Regions from separate parts of the Mus musculus genome. Here region 1 is linked to region 2. A link is a contact called in public promoter capture Hi-C data. All regions are on one chromosome and are shown on one strand. Each heading gives the region's core, a stretch centred on a gene start, on an enhancer-like site or on the middle of the called end of the contact. The rest is flanking DNA. Distances are from core to core; before and after follow the strand shown. Region 1 holds the start of Tssc4 (tumor-suppressing subchromosomal transferable fragment 4). Region 2 holds the start of Bet1l (Bet1 golgi vesicular membrane trafficking protein like).

The links. Promoter capture Hi-C pulls out the DNA fragments that hold promoters and counts their contacts.
Region 1: a promoter capture Hi-C map of pre-B cells shows a contact between it and region 2, with 3 times the contacts expected there. The contact joins the promoter of Tssc4 here to the promoter of Bet1l in region 2. A contact is called at or near these places in 1 of 39 promoter capture datasets (pre-B cells), 1 of 484 Hi-C or Micro-C datasets (B cells) and 1 of 115 datasets of contacts at active chromatin or transcription factors (large pre-B cells).

What each region holds. Positions count from the first base shown.
Region 1 is chr7:143,067,285-143,070,736 of GRCm38.p6, reverse strand. Tssc4 (tumor-suppressing subchromosomal transferable fragment 4) reads right to left here and starts at 1,369. Exons shown (of 3, transcript NM_020285.2): 1 at 1,224-1,369; 2 at 887-982; 3 at 1-801. The coding sequence starts at 780. Cd81 (CD81 antigen) reads right to left here. Exons shown (of 8, transcript NM_133655.2): 8 at 2,807-3,425. The coding sequence ends at 3,363.
Region 2 is chr7:140,855,000-140,858,420 of GRCm38.p6, reverse strand. Bet1l (Bet1 golgi vesicular membrane trafficking protein like) reads left to right here and starts at 2,038. Exons shown (of 4, transcript NM_018742.5): 1 at 2,038-2,200; 2 at 3,256-3,347. The coding sequence starts at 2,182. It overlaps Ric8a (RIC8 guanine nucleotide exchange factor A), which reads right to left and starts at 1,024. Exons shown (of 10, transcript NM_053194.4): 1 at 867-1,024; 2 at 529-576; 3 at 1-439. The coding sequence starts at 950.

The DNA.
Region 1 (3,452 bases), core at 120-2,619, 2.2 Mb before region 2:
CTGGTGGCCACTCCATTCCTCAGCCTCAGGTCCAGCGAGATGGGCTAGCTCCACAGCGGCCTCACCCCCCGCACCTGACCCAACCCCCTTCTTTAGGACCCTCTTCCTCTCAGCCCTAGCCTCACTGTCCCTCACTGGTTTGGTGAAGACCACTCTTCCCTCCCCACAGCTAGAGGGGTCCTGGTTGAAAGAAGGCACATAGTCTGTGTGGGACACCTGGCTTCGAGAGCTCAGGAAGGCCAGGGCAGCATCACGATTGCTCTGCTCACTGGCTTCAGACACATCCTCCAGACTGTATTTGGTCCAACGCTCAGGGTGTGACACATAGTCAGGGACTGGGAGTACCCTAGTCGGGCCAGTGTTCCCATGCACTCTGCTCAGGCCCCTTGCTGGAGTCTGACTTGGGGGAGTCACGGGCCGCCTGAAGCTGCCATTGTCACTCACACTGGTTTGGGGAGCAGAGCACGGTGCCTGCCGGGCTGCACTCTCCAGACAATCAAAGATGCTGTGGCTGCGCTGGGAGAAGGTAGAACTCATGCCTCGGAGGTGGAATGGCTGCACTGCAGTGGTGAGGGTGCCCGTGGGGGGCGATGGAGGGTCCTCAGGGCCGGAGTCCTCCTGGCCCTCCTCCGAAAGCCTCTCTGGGGACAACACTTGGACCTCCACACCACTAGGTAAGCTAAGGTCCGAGTCCGAGTCGCTGAGGGAGACGGTGTCAGAAGGCAGGGTGTCATCCTCGGTGGGTTCATCAGCCTCCAGGCCAGCCTCTGTCTCCGCCATACGACCTGACACCCGTCCCACCTGTAGCGAAGCAGTCCCAGTTCCGCCGTGAGGGGTGTATTTAAGGCCTCATCCCTCCCCGTCCTCCCAGGCTCCCGTCTTTCACCTCCACTATGTGTCAAGTGCCTCTACTCACAGCCGGACGGGAGGCCTCGCGAAGCTGGGTGGTTAAAGGGTATCCTAGCGCGCACAGATACAGGAGCTGCAGGTTAGGTGGGGTTAAGGAGAGAGTCAACCATGAGATCATAACAGTGTGGACATACAATAGATGAGCACTGGGAGATGCTGGTGACAGGAGATCTCCATCAGCTGCTTGTCCCATCACGGGCTCTCAGTAAAGCGCAGCCTCTCTAGGTACAAGCGCCACCCGGGTCCGGACGAAGGGCTGGCAGAAACAGGCACGGGAATGCCCTGGCCGCGGCCTTAGGGAGGCCAGTGCTCACCGTTCCAGCGTCCGTACACGCCTCAATACCCTGCCGCCTTTCTCGCAGCGTCCCGCCAGTTCCCCGGGATTCGGTCCTGTCCAGTCTCGCTCGGGTTCCTGGGAAACCGAGTCTCGGGCGATCAGATTTTCGTGGCTTCAGCGCCCGAGAAACTACAACTCCCAGAAGGCAATGGGTTCCCGCCTAATGTCAGCCGGGACTTGTAACCTTAACAAGCGTGCCAACCCGGAGCGCACACGGAAACCCACCCAGAAATGACGAAAAAGGAAAAGGCGGAGCCACGGTTCCCACAATACTCCAGGGCTAACTGCCAATCGCAAAGGGTTGAGGCCTGCAGCTTCGCCTGTCGGAAGCCGTCCCGGCCGGGTCCGACACAAGGAGGAAGTGCGTCACCACGCACTGTGAGCGCCAACCAGTTTCCTAGACATTTCCGGCCCTGGGCGGAAGTGGTGTGGGTCTTGTGCTTTGTTGGCTTTCTGGAGTGAGGCGGGGCCAAGGTCCTGGTTGGCTCTTGGCATGAAGAGACGTAGTGGTCCCTGGGGTGGGTTGGTTGGGGCTTCAGAGATTCGAAGCCGCTATCCTGGGCTCTGCCTGTCTGTGCTTCCTGACGCAGGAACGGACACTTTAGTTGCAGGACGCCGCCCCTACTAGTCAAGGCCACACATAATCCTCCTCCAGGCGTGGGGCTGTTTTCTTGTATCCTTAGGGATCAGAGTCTGAGACACCATGGGGCTGCTGCATGCGCCTCTCCTTTCCTATGTTTCTGAAGCTGTGCAGCAGGCCTCCAACAGCTTTGGCCTGGTGCCCATGGACCTCATAACATAGGATATAAAGGGCTCCTCAGACCAGAAACCAACCAAGCACGGAACAGGTTGCATAGGCGTGGGAGGTAGAGGTGGCGGAGACCTAGAATGTCCTAGTACAAGCTTGGGGTTCACCGACAAATAAGCCTACTGGGAGGCTGCTAGAAGCTGGGCCATGAATCTTGGCTAGGGCGTCTCTCCTCTAGTGGCCAATTAACTATGCCAGCAGCCTGGGGGAGGGGCGCAGACAGGAGACAAAGGGAAAGAGACAGTGGTGGTTGCCCCTGGCGTCCGGGAGGTTGCTTAGCCTGATCCTCAGTTCACAGGGGTAAGTGAACTGCCATCTTGCCTTTTACTTATTGAGACACAAGCCAGAGCCACCCAGCTCCGTGGAATCTTTTCTTGAGATGGATGGGGTAATGGGCTAACCTTTACTGTCTTGTCCCTGAAAAGGAGGGTGTTCTTGCAGCTTATCTCCATCATTCTGTGCTGAATTTCCCTGCTTAGGTGGCTCCTCCTACCCGACTCAGCCTGACCTGTCATGTCCAACAGATGAGTGGAAATGAGGTCAAGGCTGGCGTAAAGTCAGCATTGAGCTCCCAGTATAAGGAGGTACAAATGAGGGAGGACCCATATGGAGTGCTCCCAGGGTCCCAGCCCTCCCCACCCACTGTGTTCCACAGCCTCTATTGGACCTGCTCACCCTGTGCCTGGCAAAGTTCAGAGCTGATGAGCCAGGTCTCTGACACCGCTAGCACAGGAAGAGGTCTGGCAGTCCCATTAGCATGCCTGATTTTTTTCCTCCTTTATTAAATGACTGTTTCAAGATTTAATTACAGTTGAAGGTGACACGTTAGAAAGAATAAGTGCATTGAAGGCATAAGAGGGCTTACAAACCCAGCTCTTGAAATGGAGGCAGGAAAGGAACAAAGATTAAAAAGATGTGAGCAATGTGACCCACAGTGGGTTGAGTGGGTGGGCATGGCCCTCTAGCTAGGCTACAAAGCCTCTGGGCAAGTAGCTGTAGAGGAGGTTTGGCTCAGCAGGCAGAACTCTCCAGGGGTCCCAGACGTACAGGGCCCTGCAAGCCAGGGCCAGCTCCACCCCTACATCCCACATATGCCACCCATGTGTGATGTCAGCTCCCAAAAGGTAACAGGAAAAGTTCAGGACAAAAAAAAAAACTAAAACAAAAACAAAACAAAACAAAACAAAAAACTCAAAAGTAAAAAGACTAAGTGTAGCAGAGTGATACAGAAATATTATATACACAGGCCATGTCCCCCAAGGTGGCCTCTGGTCACTCCAGGGATCCTCTGGTGCAATGCAAAGGGCCTCAGTACACGGAGCTGTTCCGGATGCCACAGCACAGCACCATGCTCAGAATCATCTCAAAGATCTGCAGGAGGGAGGGGCATAGTCAGCA
Region 2 (3,421 bases), core at 789-3,288:
GGCGTACACCGTGCAGCTCCTGAAACAGTTGCTGGCGCACATCCGTGCGAAGGGCTGTTAGCAGGAAAAGGAGCCTCAAGTCAAAGAACTGGACTTCGTGGGGATAGCTCCTCTTGCGGTACAGTCCCACACGCTCCGCTAGCCTCACCACCAGGCGAGCCTCTGCTGCTAGCATCTGTGCTGTTGGACTGCTGAGCACAAGATTACACAGGCATTTGAGAGACTCGAGGAGGACATCCATGTCTGGGGACTGTGGGATGGGTTCCTCTGAGACGGTAATGTCAGCATAGCAGGCTAGTGCATGTAAGCTCTGGCGGCTGGCAAATGAGTCCAGGCAGCTGCGGTCTCGGGATAGGATTCGGATAGTCTGCAGCCAGGTGACACGGTGCTTTGGTGACAAGCCCTGCTCCAGGACGGAGACCAGTAGCTTTGCGAGTCTCTGTGGGGTCGAACAAAAGTGGTTCCACTAGGCCCTCTTCTTGGGGTCAGCCCGTGCCTGCCCTAGGAGCCCTTGGGGCTGACACCTACCTTCCTGTCCTCCTGCTGGGCATCATCGAAGGTGAAGCTCTGAGAATGCTGCAGGGAGACCCAGGAGGCTCAGATCCACATGCAGGTAGGACCCGTGCTCCTCGAGTCAGAGCAGACCTCTGAAGCAGCATCCATCGCTCTGAACCTTAAGGCAAGGCCCACCCTAGCCTCCCATACACCTGCCCCACCACACGCCACCACAGAGCCACCCGAGGGACCAGCCCACCACCCACCGCCGTGCTCCCTGCCACCACTCGCACGCACACCCCAGCCGAGTTGCGCGCACACCCCTGCTTCCTCTCTTCCTGAAATTTCCTCGGCAGCCGGATGCCTCTCACCTCCCGGTTGAACGACCGCAGAGCTTCTGTCACCGCATCTTCCTCTCCGGTCTCCAAGGCATCCGCAACTGCCCGGGGCTCCATGGCCCCTGGCACCGGGTGCTGGAAGGCTTGGGCTGGGAAGACGCAATCGGCCAAACCCCGGGGCTCCGCCCAGGTCCGGAAGCCCGGCGTCCACGCGTGAGGGATGCTGGGAGAGCAGCCGAACCCAAGGGTGTGTACAGGCGCCTCCGACTTAAGGTGGAGCAACCCGGCTGTGGTCGCTGAGCGGCTAGTCTTGGAGCGGCGATGCTAGCTAACCAGCCAGGCAGTGTCCTCCTTTTGAGCCCTCCTCTCTAGCCCGAGTTCCTGGCAGGCGGGGGGTGGGGTGGGATGGGAGGGTGGGGAGTGGGGTGTGGCTTGGCCCGCGCGTGGACCGTCCTCTTTACGCTCTTGTCCCCGTACTGTGATAAAAAAGGGAGCGCCGGCTCCTGGCCGCTTAATCAGTTGGGGAAGACGATTCTCGCGATCCAGGCCTTGGAGCTCATCTTCCATAGGGAATAGGGAAAGAGAAGTACAACGACTTGGATGGTCAAAATAATGCACGTGGTTAGCCGGGCATAGTGACGCACGCCTTCTTAAATCCCAGCACTCGAGAGGCAGAAACTAGCAGACCTATCTAAAAAGAATAGCCACCAAAGTAATACGGTTATTCTCAAGAAAATTGCAGAGAAGGAAGTGAAGAACACCCGTGGAAAAGCCACTCCCGCGAGAGGAGCAACGGAGGGGCGGCCAGCCGAGGCGTGTCTGAGGTTAGAAGCGTAGGAGCGCTGTGTAGCGGGGAGCCAGGTCCGCACGCCACTTAGCTGAGTCGGTGCCCCACAGTGACACATACAAACAGTGCTCCAGTGGATGATGTCACCCGCCGTGCTAACCGGCTCTGCCCCTACTCAGTGGCAGGCCCCGGCCGTCTCCTTCACCAGTCTCTTTCGGGTCTGCCTGTCCTCCCCATCCAGTTGGATTTAGCAGCGCCAGAGGCATCCGACTGATTTACTGAGCTGGTTCCTAGCCTCTGCTCCAAATTTGGGTCTGAACACCTGCTCCGAGTAACACCCACAGCGCAGGACTAATATTGCTGACCAATCCGTGGGTCCGAATGCTGGTGGCCCGCCCTTCCCTTATTTACATTCCCGAGAAGCACTCCAGGTCTGTTTCTTCCGCTTCAGAACCTTCTCCCGGAAGTTATTAGCCCGGAGGCGGAACCGGAAGACCCGGGTACTGGTGCCACGTCCGTTGCTGTGCTGCGAATTCCCTGAGTGGGACCCTGGAGGGCGCGATGGCAGATTGGACTCGAGGTGAGAGCACTTGAAAGGCAGTAGAGGTAGGAGGGGAAGTCTAAGTCTGGAGCTGGAGACATCGCTCGTTTCTCGGTGGAAGGACCTGCGTGGGGTGGCGCTTACGTATCCCTGGAAAAACAGGGCCGGATTTCGCCTGGCGCTGCCTTGGAACCCAAGCCGGCATGCCATCAGTTTTGTGTGTGGTTGATGCCAAGAGCTGGAAGCAGAGGGTCCAAGCAGGGTTTTACTAATGAGGGGCCTGAGTGCCTCGGTTCACACACATTCCCCGCCCCCGTGCCTGTGTTCAGTGTGACAGTTGTGATACTGATGCTTCGCCCACAACGATGACTATGCAGTGGTCGGTAGGACACAGCCGTCTGTCTTTCAGAGTCTGGTCGCACTTGTTTGCTGGTGCTGCTGGCCTTCCCCTTAGGTGGGTCACATCGAGGCTGGGTGGGTGGTTTTTATGCTTCAGATCGGTGCTAGTCACACTTAGGGGGGTGATTCTCAACTACCTGTCCCTGTCCATCGGAGTTAGGTTTCCACGAGCACAGTGCTCTGGGCATTCCAGAGATTCTGTGTGGGTTGCAGACATAGGGCGAGGTAGTTTCTACAGTAGAAGGACTTTCTTACACTTACCTTGGATCTGATTTCCAAGTCCTCCCCACACAGCCTTCCTGTCACCTGCTGTGCCACCGGCTGTTCTGTTTTCCCTATGGTCCCTATCAGAAAGTACTGTTTCCCTTTGAGACCGGCCCCACACCCTCAGATGACAATTTCAGCTAAGGCAATATTCACTTCGGTTCAGGAACAGTATACAGCAGGGTCGTGTATGTAGATTGATTGGATCTTCAGGCTCCCCAGCCCGTCCTTGCCTGGGCATGCACACAGGTTCTCACACGACCCATGCTACATGTCTGATGTGTAGGTGGTCAGCCTGTTGGAGCATAGGGTGGGACGTGCTAAGTTAGCAGAAGTATATGGGGGAATGCGCTTAGATGTCTCCACTGGAGTGAGGAATCAGGGACCACATGTCTGAGGGAATGCTATCCTTCCGCCTCTTTCTCTCACAGCTCAGAGCTCTGGTGCTGTGGAGGACATTCTGGACAGAGAGAACAAGCGGATGGCTGACAGCCTGGCCTCCAAGGTGACCAGGCTTAAATCGGTCAGTGGTGGCCCTCTTCCCTTCCGTGAGATACTTTGGTGGGTGGGGCTGAGAGGGGAGGAAGGAGGCCGTGT